Regions from separate parts of the Capra hircus genome. Here region 2 is linked to region 1. Evidence: chromatin contacts called from public Hi-C data. All regions are on one chromosome and are shown on one strand. Each heading gives the region's core, a stretch centred on a gene start, on an enhancer-like site or on the middle of the called end of the contact. The rest is flanking DNA. Distances are from core to core; before and after follow the strand shown.

Region 1 (5,652 bases), core at 2,133-4,632:
TCCACTCCTGCCTGCTGTGTTTGTATTGGGCTGCCATGTTAGAGTAGTCTCCTTTAATCTGGAGCATTTCCTCAACCTTTAACTATCCTTCTGGCCTTCAGATTTTTGAAGAGTCCAGGCCAGTTCTGTTGTAGAGTATGTTTGCATTTTTTTCTCTGCTCTAATGAGCAGTGAAAGTGAAGTCACTCAGTCATGTCCGACTCTTTGCGACCCCGTGGACTGTAGCCCACCAGGCTTCTCCATCCATGGGATTCTCCAGGCAAGAACACTGGAGTGGGGTGCCATTGCCTTCTCCAGGGGATCTTCCTGACCCAGGGATTGAACCTGGGTCTCCTGCATTGGAGGCAGAGGCTTTACCCTCTGCGCCACCAGGGAAGCCCTGATGAACAGTTCAGTCGCTCAGTCTTGCCGACTCTGCGACCCCATGAATCGCAGCACGCCAGGGAAGGGCTTTCCCTTCTCCGCCATTTACAGCAGTAGAAAATGCATAGATTATTATTTATTGGGTGATAATTCATTAGTATCCTTATTTTGATGTTCAAATTATGCCAGACTGATCCAGAGGGAGCCCCTTTGGAGCTTGTTGTGTCTCTTGGACATCGTCATTATTCTTAACTCATTTCCTTACTTTGTGGTGCAGCAAGATGTTCCAGGCTCCCTAGTGCAGCTTCCCTGCCCCAGCCTTGGGATCCGGCATTCCTCCAAGGAGCCCTGGTTTTTCTTGGTGCAGAATGGTATTCAGAAACCAGAATGTGAACACTAGATGTGCTCATTGCTACTAGTGTATCATTTCTTCTAAGCTCGTTCAGAGGACAGTTAGAGAAGAAAGAAAAAAGCAAGCAAACAATAAAGAACAATTAAATAATGAAAGATTCACCGGGAAGATTTATTTATAAACTAAACATTTATGTTTAGTAATATAACTTACTAGTAACATAACTAGTTATGTTAACATAATAACATAACTTCAGAGCATTCTGAGTTCTCATTTAATTGTTACAACAGACTTGTAAAAAGAGCATTATTTTGTACATTTTATTTTTATTTACTTTTTTTGGCTGTGCCACATGACTTGCGGGATCTTAGTTCCCCAACCAAGGGTTGGCCCTAGGCCTTGGCAGTGAGAGCAACGAGTCCTAACTACTGGGCCACCATAGAATTTCCATTAGTACATTTTAGAAATGGATGAAGTTAGACACAAAGAGACAGGTAATTCGTCCAGAGTCACACATCTAGTACAGGATAGATGAGGGATATACCCATTCATACCACAATCATTCAAGGTCCAAAAGGTCACAAAAAAAGAGAGTTGAAAGCAGCTCCCATAATTTATGACAAAAGCAACAAACTCTCCCTTGATATTTTAGATGAAAAGTAGAAAATGAACATATACTTCCTGGATATCAAGCTTCACGCTAGCCTGAGAGGATTAGTGAAGTTAAAAGGCAAGCAAACAAACACACACATTTACTTTTTTCTATATTGCTATATCTATTTATAATTTAAAGTATTAAGTTTATGTTAATACCTCCAGTTCTGGTCAGACGCCACAGGGTATGGTCCAGTCTTACCTTTCTTTTTCCATGTAAGTAACTGCCTTCTTTCTGGTTTTGAGGGCCTGTTGCTCTAGGTGCTGATAACTGTGGCCCAGGGATGCCATATATAGAGCAACCAGAACTACCAAAAGCACACATGTGCTTAGCTTCAGCCTGCTTTGCAGCCAGGCTCAGAATTTAGGGGCAGACTGTTTAGATCCCAGACCCAAGAATAATGGTCTTTGTTTACTCCCAAAGCCAAGATTCTTCCCTTATTAAAGTAAGGCATTTAAATCACAGTTAGACTTCATTTTTATTAGTAGCTTATCTTTTTGCTCCTGTACTGTGTTTATTGCAAGGATTTTCACATCTCATAAATATCTTTAGATCCACAATTGTTATATCTTTGTAGAGTAACTCTTGTACCATATCTTTCCATGCTGCCTTTTCTCTTCTCTTCCCCATACCCTGCTTATGTGTAGTTTGATACCCAAACCCATTCTCAAGCCTTTACCTGCTTAGCTCCAGTAGCAGAAGTAAAGTATCCTTCTGTACAGTTGGGATGGTTGTCCACTATTTCCTTCTGCTGCATAAAGTAAAAGTTCATTTACTTTATGAACCACAGTGTTAGATATAGGAGGACAATGCAGGCACCTGCACCAGCAGAGCCAGAATTGAGCCTGAGCAAACTACACTGATTGTGCTTGGTTTTCTTGTTGGGTGGCATAGGTCTTCAGCACAGGGCATGATTAACAGTAACCATCTTCTGGAAAAGATTTTAAATTGCATCAGCTAACTATGCCAGAATGATTCATTAATGCTTCTTCCCCTTTTCCCTAGAGCTGGTACTCAAGGTGAGGATTCAGAACCCATCTCTTAGAGAAAATGATTTCATTGAAATTGAACTGGACCGACAGGAGCTCACCTACCAAGAGCTGCTCAGAGTGAGTTGCTGTGAGCTGGGTGTTAATCCTGATCAAGTGGAGAAGATCAGAAAGTTACCCAATACTCTGGTAAGAAAGGTAAGAAAGGTCTGTTACGTGGTTGATTTTTCCATTTGGAAAATATGTACTTTCCTCTTGGGGTATGTGAGTCATAGTTAAAGAAATGAGAAAAGAATAGAAAAAAAGTAAAGGGTGGTCTTCCATTGAGCTTTCTTTCCTCTATTGGGCCTATGGAGATACTAGCATTTATACAAGTTGTTTCTCTGTAGTGATCTGTAAGGATTACCTTAGTATACCATCAGATGTGCCTTGTGCTTTATAACATAAGAACCAGGCTTAATTACAGGGCACATCCATATAGGCACATGTGTGACCCTCCCAACATCCCTGGGTTCCCTGAATGTCAGGCTTCTGGCTTCTCAGGGCACCTGAGGAAAACACCCCTGCACTACGCCTCATGGTGTGCTCATCTTGGAGCAACAGCTGCTACTGAGGGCTTCTACATTTTAACCTAGTTCGTGCTCCTGGGGATTTTCCTGCACTATCACTGGTTTCAACACAGAACACCAGAACCATCGAGACAAGTGGCCCTTCTTAATCTATTTAACCTATTTTTGTTTCAGGACAAAGATGTTGCTCGACTCCAAGATTTTCAAGAGCTGGAACTGGTTTTAATGATAAGTGAAAATAATTTTCTGTTCAGAAACGCTGCATCCTCACTGACTGAAAGGCCTTGCTACAATAGGAGAGCTTCAAAACTGACTTACTAATGCAGCAGGAGCTTTTACTACTGAGTATTGTGACAGTGTGCATCACCTCTGGGCCAAGGACAAGCCATTGATCTAAATGCCTTGGATGCCCAAGGAGGGCCCCGATGCCACTTCGTAGTATACACTAACATCATTCTGCCAAGGTAGGAAGGCCCTGACCCCTAAGCAGCGGTGCCACTCTTCCAAGCCTCTTGGTGCACAACAAACCTATTGCTTGAAGCTGTGAACAGCTGAGAAGTGGCCTGGAGAGGCAGAAGCCAACGGTTCTATACTAGTGTTCTAGTATGTGAGAGGGTTGTCTAGGCGGAGGCTGAGAGAGAGCAGAGCCTGCTTCGGGCCTGTTGACGGCGAAGCTGAAGGGCCAGGATGTGCTCCCCTCGGTGTTGCATGCTCACGACTCTCCTGAAATGTGAACTGACTAGAGAGGATAACGGGAAAGCGCAGGTGCTGGACACAGGAATTTTGGTGTGACTTGTGGCTGTGAGGTTTCACATAGCATATTTATAAATGTTACTCAGGTTAAAAGCATTTAAGAATACAGTTACCTAATGTAAATACGCTGTTAACCAAAAGAGCCTCCCCTCCCCCCACCTTTTCCATTGTACGCACTCATGTACGCACTTCCGTCTCTAGCCATTGCTTGTAGTCATCTCTGCATTAACTCCCCATTGTGGTCGCTAGAGGGCTCTCTGACGCTTTGTAAAAGAGCAACCGCTATTTTTCTTTTTTTAAACTGAAGCAATTCTGTCTTCGCTTTCGCGTTTCTGTTTAATTTCACTGAAAGAGACGAGCACAAACATTGCTGGTCCATGTTCTCCACTTTCATTTTCCACTAGAAATGAAAAGCAATTTTCCGGACAGAATCTGTTGCTATTTTAAAGGTTATTGTGGGAAACTGAACTAAAGGAGTTAGCATCTTTATTTTTGTATCAAAGATAAAGATTATTTTGAAATTATTAAGATTTTTACACAACTCTGAAATCTGTTGCTTTTGTAAACAAGTTGTTTAATCTTAGGGATCCCCCCACAACCATCACTAACCTACTTAACAAAGTCAATGTGAGTCTACCAGGCTGTGTTCTGGAAACAAACACCTGATTAAACTCTTGAGCATGGCATAAGAATTTTTGTAAAAAATGCATTTAAGGGTTCTTTTCCTTCCCTTCACTGTCATTAATGTTAAAAAGAAAAGCCAATGTCTTGTTGAACTAAATAGCTTAACTTTAGAAATAAGAATGAGCACGCTTAGACAAACAGGAGAGCAGGGTTTTGAAGCCAGCTGTTGAAGAGCATCCCTGCTGTCTTAAGAAGCTTTCTCCCCACAGTGCCTATAGTTTCCAAAGAAACTCAACTTCCTAACTGGGTTAATTTTATTGGAACACTACGATCGAGAGAGAGGGTGCAGAAGATGTCAGTGGAAGAGTGTTGTGCTGAGATAATGGCCTCCTGCTGCTGCCTAAACGCTGAGCTGAGGTTGAGGTGTTTTCAAGGCCAGCTTTGTGACGGGGAGTCACTGTTCAGTGACTTAATTGTAACACACTAATTACTGATGGTGAGTTACCCACTTTGTGCAGTGTTTGTCTAGCAGAGTAAAGGTTACTTATTACTCCCTTTCTCTGAAATACTTTAAAGAAGAAACTTCCTTTGTGTTTCAACCAGGCAGAGGCTAGAAATACTAACCTTTTTTTCCCCCTCTACCTTTGAAAAAAGTTACCATTTACTGATACAATTAAGGCTAGTTTTATCTTGGAACAAATAAATTCAGTATTAATTCATGTGTCTAAATCACTGGGGTTAGTACTCTTCTAGCCATCCAGATCAGTTAGAGATTCTCAGAAGCAGTGGAGGTCCCTGGCTGGAGGTGGCCTACCGAGGAGTAGCTCCAGGGCATTTCCTGGGCTTAGAAAGGGAGGCTGAGGAAGTCACAGGTGAGAGACGGGCCCTGCACTGCACCTTTTTATAACGTCCTCTGTGGTCAGCTGACTCTGAGTATGGCAGTGGAGTTAGACTGCACAGTTGCTGGTAGGTGAGTCTAAAGTCTTAATCTATGCATTCAGAGAAATATTTTTATATGTTTTGTGTAATTTATAACAAGGATTTTTTTTTAGCTTTGTTAATTGTGAATTCGCCCCGCCTCCTCTACTGCATATTTAAAGCATGTGTTCACACTGTGTGTAAATATTCACTTTGTGCACTGCTGACTGTTCAAGCATAATAAGTATTATTAAAATTAAATATTAACTGACTAAGCCCCTACTCTTTAACTTTGTCCTCCTAAACAGCTCTGTACTTCTAATCATAGGGGGTTCAAATTGTTGAACAGTTTCAGGGATAAAACCCTCTGGTGGAAGAACAGAAGGAACTGGTCCCCACCTGAGCCTCCTCCATCCTACTGCCGTGGTG
Region 2 (5,652 bases), core at 2,290-4,789, 140 kb after region 1:
AGAACAGGCTCAGGGAGGAGATGCTGGACCTCTTTGACAGTCCACACGTAGAAGGCGCCCTCTTTGGGCCGCATACCCCGCTCCGGTGGGGAGTCCGCGTCCTCTGCACTATAGAAGCCTCCAGACTGTAGGGAGGGGAGACTTGGCTGGCCCCTCCCTTCAAGGCAGTGGAGGCCCCGAGCCCTCCCACAGCCAGACCCGCCTGCCTCAGTGGACACACACCCGGTGACTCAGGTTCCGAGCAACATACTGCAGGATACCTTTGGCAACTTCGGAGTAGAACTCGTCACCAGAGATCTGAGTAGGGAGGAAGGAGGCTATAAGCAGAGGTCTTTAGGTACGAGGTGGGCAGTAAGTGTTCTCCCACGGGGGCAAGGAGGGAGGCTGGATAGTGAACATGAGACTGAATTAGGGGTGAAGTTAAGGGGGAGCCATAGGTCACCAGGAAGGCACTGGAAGGGGCAGCCAAGCGTAGGTGGACAGGCTGGGTCTCCGCTCAGGGCTGGGGTCAGGAGTCACCTGGAAGGCTTGTGAATAGGCCACCGTGAGCTGTGCCTGGTCATACAGCATCTTCTCAAAGTGGGGAACGTGCCACTGGCGGTCCGTGGAGTAGCGGTGGAAGCCCTGCGCCAGGAGGAACACAGGGCTGGAGGCGACCCCAGCCACTGCCCCCACCCCGCTGCCGCCTGCCCCCCCACCTCACCTGCCCCACGTGGTCTCGGATACCCCCGTTGGCCATCATCTTCAGGGTATGCAAAGCCATCTGCTGGGCCCGAGAGCCATCCTGGGTTAGCCGGTGGCTGAGCCAATAGGAGAACAGGAAACTCAGGATCACTGCGGACACCAAGAATACGCAGGTTAGAGAATAGGAAGGGCAGGGGGCCGAGATCTGGGTGATCAGGACTTTGGCCAGGCGAAGAGTTAGGGGTTTACTCAATAGGCAGTCTCTCTGGATAGGCTAGGTCAACCCAGAGGACAGATGATAATCACCAAGGTCAGCATCAGAGAGAGTCCCTGCTAAGACCAAAAGTCAGAGCTTCACTAGATAGCTACTGACAGGCAGGATGGGGTTAGGCGGTCACTGGCCAGACAGGAGAGTGGGAAGTTAATAACCAAGACAGGAGTCAGAAGAGATCATTGACTAGGGTCGGCTTCGGAAGGCCAGGCCAGGGCTGGAGTGGGCATGGGGCAGGGGGCATCGACCTGGTGTGGGGAACTTGGGGGCCTCGGCAAAGCCACCATACTCCTCATCATAGCCCTCATCCAGCTGCTGGAAGCAGCGGCTGTTCATGGTGGCAGCGGAAGGTGGCAGCTGGCGGTCACCCATGCTGATCGCCGACCGAGCCAGCAGAGCCGTGGTGACCCGCTGACTGTTCTCTAGCAGGGTGCTCTTGTTCTGTTTCCACTGCGGGAGGCAGGGGCAGACCTGGAGGTCAGCATGGGGTGAGGGCCCCTTGCTTCCCTCACCCTTGACCCCTGGCCCCCTCTATTCCCCAGTGCCTACCCACCTGGTCCCGTATCCTCATCAACACCGTGCGGAAGCCAACTCGGGTCAAGCCATCCTCAGGGGGAAAATAGGTGCCCCCCACAAAGGGCTGTAGGTTGGGAGTCAACCACACACTCATGGGCCAGCCCCCACCACTGCTGGTGGCCTGGCAGAGAGAGGGCAAGGGTGAGGGGAGCAGCCCCATGTACACGGTCAACCACCCAACCAAGGGAAGACCACTCACCTGCACAAAGGTCATATACACCTTGTCCACGTCAGGCCGCTCCTCCCGGTCCACCTTCACACTGACAAAGTCCTCACTGAGCAGGCGGCCAATCTCCTCATTCTGGAAGGACTCCTCTTCCATCATGTGGCACCAGTGGCAGGTGGAGTACCCCACTGGAATAGGGCCATGGGGGCCAGGGAGGACCAGTGGCTGGTCAGAGAGGGGCAGCCAAAGGACTCCAGCTGGGCCTATGATGCCCTAGCATCTAGTTTCCTGGAAGGCCCCAGGCCCAAAGGAGCCATCCCCTATCTACCACCAGTCCCCTGCACCCATCCCTGGAATGGTGGATGCAGTACCTGAAAGAAAAATTGGCTTGTTTTCTTTCTTGGCCTTGTCGAAGGCTTCCTGTCCCCAGGGGTACCTAAGGCCAGTAGAGTGGGGCATCACTCACTAGCTCCGGAGGGGGCCAGTAAGAAGATTGAGGATCTAGCTGCCCAGGAGGGCATCAGGAGAGGACTCACCAGTCCACAGGGTTGTAAGCATGTTGCAGGAGGTATGGTGACTTCTCATTGATCAGGCGGTTGGGGACCTTCTGGGGCGTGGACTGAGAGCAGTTAGTCCGGCTCCCCTTCCCTCCAGCAGGCATGGACACTGAACTACTGACCGTCACACTTCGGTCCTTGTCCCGGGAGGAGCTACCCCTGGTGTGGGCAGGTGGGTCAGGCAAGTCAGACCAGGAGTCTCCACTGCTTCCACCTATACCCAGCCCAGAGGCCCACCTGACCACCCCACCCCCCACCCCTCACGCCTCGTGGAACTCTCCTGGAACCCCCTGCTCCCAGCCCAACCCACCTTTCTGAACCACGGGGGAGACCGTGGCCTTTGTGCTCCCCCTTGTGTTTTTGGGGGGGTGAAGAAAGGTGGTTCATTGGGGGCTCCCTGCCAGGTTAGTCTCCCCCAACCTCTCCGACCTGGTGATGGGAACGATGATGACTGTGAAGTCAGGGCGAGTCACAATGGGTGGAATGGTCCTTCAGGCTCCATTCTCTCCCCTCACCGGGCCCCACCCAGGGTGACTGTGCTGGAGGTATTTCTGGCATGCCTGCCTGGGTATATGATCTGGGCAGGAAGGCTGCTGGCTGCTGTGTGTAGGACTGGGCCAGATGAGGGGCAAGGAGAAGAAATTCATTTGGCATCAGGGACTCCCTCACTCAACATCCATCCAGTGGGCACTTCTGGGGGGCCAGGTCCTGTGCCAGACCCGCATAACCCTCAAAGAATCAGTAGCTGGCTCTGATCTCAGGGAGCTCAGCCTGGGAGGGCAGCATGGGTGGGGCAGGCCTAAGTAATGACAAGCCCTTGCAGCATCGAGGGCTGTGACAAGCCAGCCCAGGGTGCTGTTGGACAAGGACCCTTGGCCCAGCACTGGGGTTCAAGGAAGGCTTCCTGGAGATGGTGTCAGAACAGAGTTCCTGGCGCAAGCCGAGCCCTGCAGCTGGAGGGGAGGGAGGGAGGAGAGGATTACTGTCTGAGCCCGGTCGGAGGAGCTGGCCCTAGTCTTGGGGGAAGGCAGGCATGGGGTGGGGAGGTGACCGGGCAGACACAGGGGACCAGCGCCAGGACAACTGACCGCAGGGCTCTGCAGGCACCGGATGCTGAAGCGTGCTCCTCGGCCGCCCGTACCTGCAGCTCAAGGCGAGGACTGGCCCGGCCCCGGGCAGCAGGAAGCCGCGGCACCGGCACCGTAAGGCCCGCGCGCCCAGCATGGCTGCTGGTGGCGGTCGGCCCGGACGCTGCGGACAGGAAGGGATGGCGGGAGGGAAGCTGCGACGGGCCGACCCAGGCGCCGAACCGGCCGCGGGAGTGTCTTCGCCGATAAGGCCGGCAGCAGGCTGGTCTCTGAGCGCCGCTCGGTGGCCGATCACAGGACTGCAGACCGTATACTGGGGCTTAGGCGGACACTGCTGCTGCTAAGTCGCTTCAGTCGTGTCCGAGTCTGTGCGACCCCATAGACGGCAGCCCATAGGAGGACACAGGTCTGTGCAAAAAACTGGGTGGACTCGATAGGACATAAATCAGGGCCTGCGGGGAGGTAACCCTCTTACGGAGAATATGGAGGCTGTAAGGATGCCAGGGCCATGGAAAGCCAGAGCCTCCGGTCATTTTGTCCAACTTTGTCCGTTTTACAAAGGAGAAATGAGGTGAGAGGCAAAGGCGTGGCTTTTCCAGGCCATCCAAACTGGGAGCTTCGCCTTTGCTCTGCCCCCTCACCTGAAGGTCCTGCTCAAACCCCACCCCCTCAGGAAGCCTTCCCTAAATAATAATACTGAACCAACTTTCAGGTGTTATCAGGTATTTTATGAGTCTCATTTACTACCCTTAGTCAACATTTATTGAGTGCCCATGAGACACTCTGCTAGGTACAACAGTGGGCAGAGAGAAACCAAGCCATCCCATCCTTGTGTTACTCACAGTCTGATGAGCAAGGCAAAAACTAATCCAACAGCTATACAGATTAATGTACAACCACCCACTGTGAGACGTGCCATGACTAGGTATCACAAGGAAACTGGTCTGGTGGGAGAGAGGATGGGGAGGGCCTTCCTAAGGAAATCACATTTGTGTAGCAGCCTTCGAAGAACAAGAGGATGCAATCTGGAAAGGACTTGGGGGACATGCTGGGGAAGCAGGGGGAACAGATGTGCAAAGACCCTGTGGCACAGCAGTGAGGCAGGGCTGAGGTGCTGCAGAAGCCAGCACAGAGAGGCGCCGATGAGGTGGTGACGTAGAGAGGGAGGAGGGCCGGGGCCAGGTTCTGAACTGTGAGCAGGAGTTTGGTTACTGATGAGAGCAGAAGAAAGCTGTGGAAGGGCTTTAGTCGAGGGAGTGACCTTGCATTTTGGAAAGGTCCCTCCAGCTTTCTGGTGGTGAATGGACTGTAAAGAGGCACGAGTGGAAGCAGAAGGGTTCAAAGGCCATAGCAGGACCCAGAGGAGAGCTCTGGGAGGTCTGCACTACGCCAAGGTAGAGATGGAGGGAAGGTGGTAGACTTGAGGTCAGCAGAAAAGGAAACATCATCAGGATTGCCTATGGGGGGCGGTGTCAAGAGTGAAGTGCAGAATGGGGCTGGTAGGGGGCACTGGGAGAGGGTCAGGTTGGGGGCTCAAGAGGTCCTGTTTGGATGTGTTGGTTTGAGATGACCTTGAGATGTATGTGTGAAGATGGCAGGCTCAGGAATGCAGAGAAGGAGCTGGTGGGAGAGAGGAAGCAAAGTGGGTGTTCAGTGCAGAGACGGTGTGGGCACAGAAGAGATCACCCAGGGTGACCGCAGGGAGAGGCTCGGGCTCATACTTGGCCTTGATGAACTCAAGACACAGAGGGTCGTGGGAAAACCAGGAGAGGGTGTTGTCTCAAAGGAACAGAGTGGCAGGGAGGGAGAGTCAGACTTCAGAGAAGCTGACTGGGACGGGACCAAAAAAGGTCCAGTAGCTTCAGCAACGTGGAGGCCATTGGTGGACATAGCAGATGTGTTCCAGGAGGTGAGGCTGACAGGAGCGGGCTCAGGAGGGAGGGGAAAGAGGACATAGAGATGATGGGCACTTGATGTGAGGGGAGAGATGGAAAGACACTCTCAAGAGGGATGAGATTAATTATGACAAATATCATGGGAAGGATTCAGTTGAGAGAAAGCTTTTGATGACCTGGAGGAGAGAGATCTCTGAGAAACTGGGATAGTGGGGTGATGGAAGTGTCCGCAGGTGGGAGACTCTGGTGTGCATGCTTCCTGGAAGGAATGAGGTCAAGATCAGAGAACAGGAAGTCTGCCTTTAATGTGGAGGAATCTGGGATGATGACAAGCCCCAAAATGTGACCAGATGTGGGAGCAGCTGAGAGGTCAAGGGGTGGTGAGGTGAGGTCATCGTCTTGGATAGTGGAGTCA

Evidence for each region. Hi-C and Micro-C count contacts between places; a contact is called where the count stands out from the background.
Region 2: a contact with region 1 is called in a Hi-C map of blood, with 2.8 times the contacts expected there. The contact joins the promoter of SPATA20 here to the enhancer-like site in region 1. A contact is called at or near these places in 2 of 5 Hi-C or Micro-C datasets (blood and liver).

Annotation. Positions count from the first base shown.
Region 1 is chr19:35,682,414-35,688,065 of ARS1.2, forward strand. ANKRD40 (ankyrin repeat domain-containing protein 40) reads left to right here. Exons shown (of 5, transcript XM_018064860.1): 4 at 2,376-2,557; 5 at 3,103-5,498. The coding sequence ends at 3,249. Among named protein-coding and RNA genes, the nearest start is that of ANKRD40, 14 kb to the left of the region's middle. Within about 2 kb of position 3,383, at least 1 of the 5 cell types and tissues checked has an H3K27ac peak or open chromatin away from gene starts, as enhancers often do.
Region 2 is chr19:35,818,189-35,823,840 of ARS1.2, forward strand. SPATA20 (spermatogenesis-associated protein 20) reads right to left here and starts at 3,540. Exons shown (of 16, transcript XM_018064874.1): 1 at 3,396-3,540; 2 at 2,234-2,413; 3 at 2,069-2,133; 4 at 1,731-1,885; 5 at 1,509-1,652; 6 at 1,204-1,426; 7 at 704-834; 8 at 520-624; 9 at 223-297; 10 at 1-125. The coding sequence starts at 3,478.